Linked DNA regions of Sus scrofa: region 1 is linked to region 2. Evidence: chromatin contacts called from public Hi-C data. All regions are on one chromosome and are shown on one strand. The core of a region is the stretch at or near the end of the contact, and the rest is flanking DNA. Distances in the headings are between cores, read along the strand shown.

Region 1 (4,939 bases), core at 905-3,404, 79 kb before region 2:
GGCAGCCAGGGAAGTGGCTTTTAGCCAACCCTCCAAGGGATCCTGAACCCAAAATAGATGGGAAGCCCGGGTGCAGATTTGTGCAGTCAGTCAGTGCACAGGACAGCTGCTGCTCTGGGTCAGCTGCGTCCCCACTTCTGCAGGCAGGAGCCTTCTGAAGGGGCAGCATCTGCCATGGGAACAGCGCTCCCCCATCCAAACACCGCAGAGCCAGGGCCTCTCAGGGGCTGGGGTCTTAAGAAGACACCTCTGAGGTCCCAGCCTAAGGAAGGAAGAGCCTCAGAGGCCTCCTCGGGGCGCCTCTGTTACTCTGTTCCTGCAGAGGGACCTCCTGTGGAGCCCTGGGGACCAGAGCATCCCAGCAGCCCGGGATGCCTCACTCTATGAGGTCTGCCCATCCAGGGGCTGCGGGGATAGAGAAATAGAGCCAGGTTCTTCATCTCTGAGCCACCGTGGGGCCCTCACATCCAGACCCTGAGGGGCTCCTTCTTGATCTGGGCCAGCCCTAAAGGCTGCCAAACTAACTGGAAAAAAATACGTAGGGGGCTTCTGGCTTCCAGAACTGTGAGAGCATATAGTTCTGTTGTCTTAAGCCAACACCAAAACCAACCAACCAAAAAAACCTTAAAAAAATAGGGAGCAGGGAGAGAGAGAGAGAGTTGGGAATGGGGGTGGAAGCTCCCCCTGCCACACAGCACTCCGGAGTGACCCTAGCTCTTTGCAAATAAGTCAGTAACTTTTCCCCACAGATGAAACCCATGGATTAGCAGGAAATGTCATTGAGTCCATTACCGGTCAGGGATCACTGAAGAATGTCATTGCTCTTCAATTGAAACTGCATCCTGCCACTCCAGCTGCTCCCTGCATTGGGAACACGCTGTGTGTGGCTCCAGCTGTTGCCACGGCAGTTAATTAAACCTCTCACCCCATAAATATCACTGCGGCCAAAGGGGAAAAAAAAAAATCAATCCCCTTCGCCCTGACCTCAGCATCCCCAACAAGGTCTGTATTCTAAGCACTTAAAGGCCTGTGGTCTGGGTCTGTCTGCCACCCAGTGCCCTGCCGATGGCTGTGTCAGGTGGCTGGGACCTGTTGAGGCGCTTCCTTTCTGCACAGGCTGCCTTAGTGAAGGAGAGGCTGGCAGGGTGGTGTCAGGGGTGGAGGAGGCCTGGCACAGGCGATGCTGGTGGGTGGCACAGACCCCTGTCCTCGTGAGCCTGTCCCCACGTGGGAGCCATAGCAGGTCCCTGCCTGTGCCACCTCCAGCTTGCCCCTCCTTCACGTGCCTCCATCCTCTCCTCTGCTTAAAGGCTCCCATCTGTCCGACCTCCCTCTACCTCCAAGGTCTTGTGAGACTCAGATAAGAAAAGATTGCACAAGCGGTTTTGCTACTGGGTTCAAGGACAGCGGGGCGGGTGGGGGTGGGGGTGCGGGTCTGGAAGATGGTCCACAAACAGTGTAAGGCTGTGATCTGGGTTGTGAGGGAGGCAGTGCAGGCCATGGGCCAGGCGGTGGGGAGCGGGCTGCTGTGATAAGGTGTTCGGACTCCGTAGCTGCCCAAGAGGTCACCATTCCTACAGGGAGACTTAAGCCTCCGGGAGAAAAACCCAGCTTTCGTGGAGTTGACTTTTGAAAACCCTCCTGAATTCAGGGATTAGAAGGCAAAGCAAAGAGGATCTCAGTTTCCGTGCGGCGGGGCGGCTGTTCGTTAACAGAGCTTGCGTTTCAAAAGGCAGGAACGTGATAAGGCAGAGAACAATGCCCTGTGGGGACAGCGTGAACCTGGCACAGGGTGTGTGGGGGGAGACCAGACACCCAAGCAGTTTCCTGAAATCCCAGGGGCTTCAGGCTAAGAAGCCCTGGACACATGGGCAGGCCGGGCTGTCGCTGGCCGGTGTGTAGGGGGCCTCAAGGGGGCAGCAGGCTCCCTGTTTGGAGCTGGGTTCCGAGCCAGATCAGGCCTCGGAATGGGAGAGGTCCAGCAGCCAGCGCAGAGATGCCTGTGTGGGTCGCTTCTCCGGATTGGGACTCAGCTGGGAGGGTCATGGGGAACAGGCTGCTGATAAGCTTGGTTCCCGAAGCCACGGACTCCGTCGGGTGCTGGTTTTAGGTAACAGATTCCTTGTGCTTTAGTCAGGCCGCTTGTCAGGGGACGGTCGCCATAGTAACCAAACAACATTCCTGGGCTAATGATGGGAGCTTTCCAATAACCAGTCCGTCAGTCACTGCTCCCACCCTGGGCCTGGCAGCCTGCCAGACCGGTTTTGAAAGCCCAGGCCATGGGTTGGTTGGCAGAAGAGGAGCCAACTGGTTTGTCCTTCCCTTCCCCTCGGTGGCAGGGCCACCTCCTCCCACTCTGCCTGGGAGTTTCTGCCCAGCCCAGGTCCTGGAACACTTGGAAGGTCCTGGGGGAAGGGGTGTCGGAGCCCTAGGGAGCGCTCCCCAGAGCAGGAGCTATATGGCCCTCTTGACAAGCCAGAGCTCGCCACGTAGAAACAAATGGAACCAGTCACAGCATCTCCCCCAGGAAACCTGGGCTGTTTTGGAAAATGTTTGAGTTGACAGACTAGGTGTTAGCTGGGGCCAGACCTTGGCTGAATCCGGCTAAGGCCAACGTCAGCTTCAAGGGCTCCCCTCTGATTCCCTACCTGGCCAGCCTCACCTTTTTCTTAGGTTTGCGTGTGTTAAATGTCCAGTCGTGCAGAAATGATCGGAGGCCTGGGGCTTCTGTGAATATCTCCACCTTAAACTCGGCATGTTTGCTGGATGGTTCTTATTAGGGACTTGCCATAGATCAAAAGGACACTTAAAATACCAGTGCTTCAGCGAGGGGGCTGGAATCAAAGGTATTAGCACAAACAGAGTTTTTCACCTTGCCAGGTTCATTAGACATTTTTGGCTGCCACAGTCCCTGGTGAGGACAAGAGCCGCAGGGTAAACTTGCAGGGCATGTGGTTGATGGGAGTGTTAAGCCAGCCATAATCATGGGCACTGGCCCACTCTTCCCCAAAGGTCAGCTCCTGCTCAGCTAAGCTGGGTTGACATTCAGCATGTCCCTTCTCTGGTTGTTCTGTGGAGCCTCCTGTGACCTCACTGTGTGACACTGCAGTCTGCTAGTGTCCTCACTCTCTCTGTGGCTTCTGCTTACACTCCAGCTAGGAGGGTAGATGATCCAGGGGGTTTGATTTGGGGAAGAAGATGGAAAGGGGGGACAGACAGTTATTTGCAGGCTTTCCAAAAGGAATTCTTTGTTTGAAAGTGGTTTGGGGGAGTTCCCTTTGTAGCTCAGAGGTAACCCACCTAACTAGTGTCCATGAAGGTGTGGGTTTGATCCCTGGCCCCCACTCAGTGGCTTAAGGATCCAGCACTGCCATGCACTGTGGCGTAGGTCACAGATGCGACTTGGTTCCTGCGTTGCTATGGCTGTGGCATAGGCCGGCAGCTGTAGCTCCCATTTGACCCCTAGCCTGGGAACTTCCATATGCTGCAGGTGCAGCCCTAAAAAAACAAATAAATAAAGTGGTTAGCCCTTTGCTTCCTGATCCTCCTGGAGGATCCACATTTGCTGGAGGCAGGCACTGTGTTCCCGGAGCCTTTGGTTTTCAAGCAGGCGTGGCCCATTCCCAAGTCCCTGGGAAAGGATCCAGGAGGCTTTTTAATGCCCATTAAGTAAGGCTGCCCCTGCCCCTGCAGTGGGTGGTCTTAGGTCCCCAGGTCTGCTCCCTGGGTAGAGATTATAGACCAAGACCAAGGTGTTTGCTTCTTGGTGTCTTATGCTGCGCTGGAGCAAACATTTGTTCCGTTGAAGTACCTGCTTTCTGGAAATTCTTCCACCCTGGAATGAGTTTGGAATGGGTCTGTGGGGTTTGGTTCATATATTTCAAGATTAAGAATTTGTGTCCAGCGGTAACTGGAGGTGACCTGCCTCTGAAGGAAGCCGGGCCGGAAGGCCCCTGGTTCAGACATCTGTCAGGAAAGCTAAGGGTGTGCTGTGGGTGCTGGTGGCTGTTCTGCAGGTGGGGCAGGGCTTTGAAGCAAAGAGGTGCTAATCCTGGAGGCAGAAGCTTGCGGGCTCTCAATTTTAAAGCTTCAAAGTCAAAGCATATTGAATGAATTCATTATGAGGTAGAGCGTCAGTGCAAACCTTGAAAGATTAGGGGACATGGGTCGGTGTATTCCTCCAGAACCAAGGAAAAATGATGGGTTTTCAGAGCTGAGAAAAAACAGAACCAAGGAAAAATGATGGGTTTTTAGAGCTGAGAAAAGCTGCCGTAAGTGTCCCTTCCAAGGCAGGGGTTAGTCCATGGGAAGATAATAAAGACGGGCCTATGGCCCTCTCCCTTTCAGGGAGGCCGTTCCTCTTAGGGCTTTAAAATAATACCCTTGGAGTTCCCATTGCAGCTCATTGGACACGAATCTGACTAGCATCCATGAGGACACAGGTTCGATCCCTGGCCTTGCTCAGTGGGTTAAGGATCCTCTGCCACAGGCTGGCGGCCACAGCTCCAATTTGACCTCTCTTTTGGGAACCTCCCTATGCTGCAGGTGCGGCCCTAAAAATAAGACCAAAAAAAGAAAAAAGTAACACCCTCAAAGAGCAAGTGCGTGGGAGCGTAATCAGTTCATTGCCCTGGTGGAGTCTGGGAGGCCTGTGTCCTTGAGCACTTCCTGGCTTTGCAGGTCTGAGTGAGCACCCGGTGACTACAGCCTGATTAGAGGCGAGGGCGTGGCTGCCTCCTACACAGACACTGCTCCTCCCCTTCTCCCCACTGCCCATCCTGTGCTAGGGGAGGGACCTCAGAGCCCCACCTGCAGGCTTTCATCCCTGTCCCTGCTGGTCAGATCCCAAGGGGTGCCCTCCTTACCTGGCTTCGCTTCCAAATCCATCCTCACAGGCTCCCCTCAGGCTCCACTTTGCCCTGAAGCTCCTACACTTAAC
Region 2 (4,727 bases), core at 592-3,091:
GCGGCTGGAAGGAAGATGGCTCACGTGCAGTATCAACAGACGATATTAAGCTTGAGTCATCAGTGCTAATTTGGGGCGCCATGCTTCCAGCTGTGCATGCTCAGCCACTCGGCCCCACCCAGTCAGACATGGGCACAATGAATCACAGACCCTTGGTTAGCATGAGTGAGTGTGTATGCTTATCTGTGTACATGCTGGTTGGGTGACTGACGTCAGGGTGTCCATATCCTTCAAGGGGGCAGCGAGAGCACGGATCAAATGTCTCATTTGCCTTCGGATGCTCAAAAGTGCCTCCCTGGCATGGGGCCTCACACACTGAACCATGCAAAAAGGATTTGTGGAAGAGGTGAAAGAACTTCTATGGAAGTCAGCTAGACTCAGCTTTATACAAAGAGATGTTGTTGAGAAGAGACTGGAAGTTCTAACATCTTAAGGGTGGCCCAGGGAGAAATATGGCCATTTAAGGAAAGCCATTGTGCAGAGTCCCCATTGTGGTGCAGGGGAAACGATTCCAACTAGGAACCATAAGGTTGTGGGTTCAATCCCTGGCCTCACTCAGTGGGTTAAGGTTCTGGCGTTGCCATGAGCTGTGGTGTAGGTTGCAGATGCGGCTGGGATCTGGCATTGCTGTGGCTGTGGGCTAGGCCGACAGCTATAGCTCCCATTAGACCCCTAGCCTGGGAACCTCCATATGCTGTGGGTGCGGCCCTAAAAAGACAAAAGGCAAAGAAATAAACACATACAAAAATTAAAGCCATTGTGGTAAGGCTCTCAGCAGGAGCCTAAGCTGCAGCCAGATCAGAGCCTCGTAGGCGGGTTGGCGGGTGAACCTCCCAGGAGAAAGAAGCCTCCTGCACATGAACTTATCCCACGTCAAAGGGGACCATGCAGGCCAACCCGGCCCCATGAATAAGCCTCCGTCATCAGTGGGGGGTTGTGGCTCCAGAGACGGCACAACGTCTGCCACTTGGCTTTGACCCCAGATCAGCTCGACACGTCCTTGGCTTTGACCCCAGATCAGCTCGACACGTCGACATTAAGCAAGTCACCTGGTCATGCTCACTCAAGGGACAGCGCAGCTTAGAGCTCAGGTTCTGAGGTCACCATAGACCGGGTCTAAGTCCTGGCTCTACCTTTGGGCAGCAGACTTCCGTTTCCTAAGCTATCAAATGAGTAGTACCCACCATATTGCAGTGAGGATGAAATGAGATGCATGTCAGTCATGGAGCACCATGCCTGGCACCAGAAAACCAATGAGTGACGGTCATTGTCACCATCAAAACTGACCCTAACAGAGTAGCTAAGTTTCTTCCAGTCCTCAGGGTCCTTAACAGTTCTTTGACTATGACCTTAATTTCCAGAACAAGGAAACTGAATAACAAAAGCGGTCAAATGAGTTTTCAGAAGGAGGCCTAAGGATGAAGGCATTTATCTCCTGGAGGTCGAGACGATGTCCTCCTAAGAAGTATCATTTCTTTACCACGCTCACACTGTGTGTCACTAGCTCCCACCGCTGGGACCAAAGGAGTTTGCCCTCTGAAATTTACAAATTTGTGGATCTAAACCAAACCCACAAATCTGCTCTGGGAATGCATGTTTAGAACAGACATGAATCACAGCCCTGGGCTGTTTCTTTGTCTTGGAACATTTTCCATGAAAGTATTCTTTTCACTTTGCTGAAGGACAGGATGTTCCAAATCAGTGAATCACTTTTATTTATAAAATGGAAGGGATGAATGACATCAATGAAATTGGTAGACAACGGATCTCCAAAAACTACAGCCACAGAGCTCAGGAATTTCAGACATTAGGCTAAAAGCTGGAGGACTGGCTGAGCATCTTCTCCGCAGGTCCCTACCCACCTCATCTGCAGTAGTCAGGTAGCCACCCTTCCCTCATCCCTGTAGGAGATGGAAGGTTTCATTTCCCGCGAGGCTGCACCAGAGATCTGTACCCAGGAGCCTGGGCAGTGTGAGGACAGGGACCTTTACTGAAAACAGGAATTTGGGGGGTTCCCCTTTTGGCTCATTGGGTTAGAACTCTGACTAGTATCTATGAGGACACGGGTTCGATCCCTGGCCTCGCTCACTGGGTGAAAGGATCTGGCATTGGCGTGAGCTGCGGTGTAGATCGAAGACGCAGCCCAGATCTGGCACTATGGCTGTGGTATAGGCCGGCAGCTGTATCTCTGATTTGACCCCTAGCCTGGGAACCTCCATATGCTGTGGGTGCAGCCTGTAAAGACAGGGGGGAAAAAAAGGAAAGGAAGAAAACGGGAGTTTCTAGACATACAGGTGGCCAGCAGGCACATGAAAAGACGCTAATCACTAATTATTAGAGAAATGCAAATCAAAACCACAATGAGGTATCACCTCATACAGGTCAGAATGGCTATCATCATGAAGTCTACAAACAGTAAATTCTAGAGAGGGTGTGGAGAAAAAGGAACCCTCCTTCACTGTTGGCAGGAATGTAAATTGATGTAGCCACTATGGAAAACAGTATGGAAGTCCCTTAAAAACTAAAAATAGGGAGTTCCCCAGTGGTCTAATGGTTAAGATTTGGTGCTTTTGCCCCTGCAGCCTGGGTTCAACCCCAAGCTGCTACATGCCATGGCCAAAAAAATAAAAATAAAAAATGTTTTGAAATCAAAAAGAACTAAAAATAAGCTACCATATGATCTACCAACCCTATTCCTGAGCATATATCTAGAAAAGATGATTAATTTGAAAAGATACATGCATCCTGATGTTCACAGCAGCACTATTTTGCCAAACATGGAAACAACTCTAACGCCCATCAACAGATGAATGGATAAAGAAGGTGTGGTACAGATGTTCCCTGGTGGCACAAGGGATTAAGTATCTGGTATTGTTGCATGTATGGTGCAGGCCACGGCTACAGCTCGGGTTTGATCCCTGGCCAAGGAACTTCCACATGCTGAGGGTATGACCAAAAAAAAAGATGTGGTGTGGTTTATATATAATGGAATATTACTCAGCCATAAAAAAGAATGAAAACTGTTATTTGCAGCAACATGGATGGAACTAGAGATTATAATACTTTATTTTTTAATACAGCTGCACCTGCTGCATATGGAAGTTCCTTGGCTAGAGGTCTAATGGGAGCTGGAGCTACAAGTCTATGCCACAGCCATGGCAACACCAGATCCAAGCTGTACCTGTGAACTCTGCTACAGCTTGTGGCAATGCCAGATTCTTAACCCACTGAGTGAGTCCAAGGATTGAACCCACATCCTCACAGAGACAACGCCAGTTCCTTAACCCACAGAGCCACAACAGAAACTCCTGAGATTATCATGCTAATTGAAGGAAGTCAGACAGAGAAAGACAAATACTATACATTACCTTACATGTGGCATCTAGAAAACAGTACAAGTGAATCTATATACAAAACAGAAACAGACTCACAGGCATAGAAAACAATCTTATGGTTACCAAAGGAGAGAGGAGGGAGAAGGATAAATTAGGAGTGTGTGATTAACACACACAAACTACTGCACATAAAATAGGTAAGCAACAAGGATTTACTATATAGCACAGTGCCTATATTCAATCTTGTAATAACCTATAATGGAAAATGATCTGAAAAAAATACATATAACAGAAGCATGTTGCTGTACACCTGCAACTAACACAATATTGTAAATCAATTATACTACAGTTTTAAAAATGGAGAAAGAACTATACAACAAATGTTGAGACACCACCCCCCAGCCCAGCCCCTTCCCTACTCAATTACCAGAACACCAGCAACTAGCCCCACACTAGCAACTGCCTGTACCCCAGGCAGGAGGCTGAGGAGTCATTCTGAAGTACATGACGTGATCAAGAGAAAGCCTAACTGATGCAAACATTTATGAGCTACACAGAGGAAAAGCCAGTCCTCATCTCATTAGTCTATTGTGAAGTTCACCTGGAAATCATCCCCACCTGCATTAGTTTCCTGTTGCTACCATAACAAATTACCATAAATTTGGTGGCTTAAAACAACAGAATTTTATTTTATTATTACCATTATTTTTGTCTTCTTTTGCCTTTTCTAGGGCCGGGCCCGCAACATATGGAGATTCCCAGGCGAGGGGTCTAATCAGAGCCATAGCCACAGGCACAGCAACGCGGGATCCGAGCTGCGTCTGCAACCTACACCACAGCTCGCGGCAACGCCGGATCCTCAACCCACTGAGCAAGGCCAGGGATCAAACCCGCAACCTCATGGTTCCTAGTCGGATTCGTTAACCACTGCGCCACGACAGGAACTCCTTGAAACAACAGAATTTTATTGTCTCATAGTCCTAGAGGCCAGAAGTCCCAAATCAGTTACACTGAGCTGAAATCAAGGTGTTGGGAAGCTGTGGTCCCTAAGATTAGGATTAGATTAGGATTCCCTTAAGACCCACCCCCGGCCCCTCCCAGTTCCTGGTGGCACAGCCTTCCTTGGCTTGTGTTCTTAAAAGTGTCCTTTTAAGAGGGAAACAGAGGAAATTTGAGAAGGGAGGAAAAGGCAGTGTGACCAGGAGGTGGAGATTGGAGGGAAAAGAAAAAAAAAAAAAAAAAAGAAAAAAAATTTCACCTTTATTGGCTATCTGAATTTCTTATTTTATGAATTGTTCATTCACTGCCTTTATCTGTTTTACTTTTTCTTTTCCTTTTTACAGCCACACCTGCAGCATATGGAAGTTCCCAGGCTAGGGGTCGAATCAGAGT

Evidence for each region. A called contact is a pair of places that touch in the nucleus more often than the background predicts.
Region 1: a Hi-C map of embryonic fibroblasts shows a contact between it and region 2, with 4 times the contacts expected there. The contact joins two enhancer-like sites. A contact is called at or near these places in 3 of 47 Hi-C or Micro-C datasets (embryonic fibroblasts and fibroblasts) and 1 of 2 datasets of contacts at active chromatin or transcription factors (skeletal muscle).

What each region holds. Positions count from the first base shown.
Region 1 is chr3:93,494,041-93,498,979 of Sscrofa11.1, reverse strand. The region is part of intron 15 of TTC7A (tetratricopeptide repeat protein 7A); the gene reads left to right. Among named protein-coding and RNA genes, the nearest start is that of TTC7A, 95 kb to the left of the region's middle. Within about 2 kb of position 2,154, at least 49 of the 83 cell types and tissues checked have an H3K27ac peak or open chromatin away from gene starts, as enhancers often do. A contact at or near this core is called in embryonic fibroblasts, where this site is marked.
Region 2 is chr3:93,414,460-93,419,186 of Sscrofa11.1, reverse strand. All of the region lies in intron 5 of STPG4, which reads right to left. Among named protein-coding and RNA genes, the nearest start is that of STPG4, 30 kb to the right of the region's middle. Within about 2 kb of position 1,841, at least 6 of the 83 cell types and tissues checked have an H3K27ac peak or open chromatin away from gene starts, as enhancers often do. A contact at or near this core is called in embryonic fibroblasts, where this site is marked.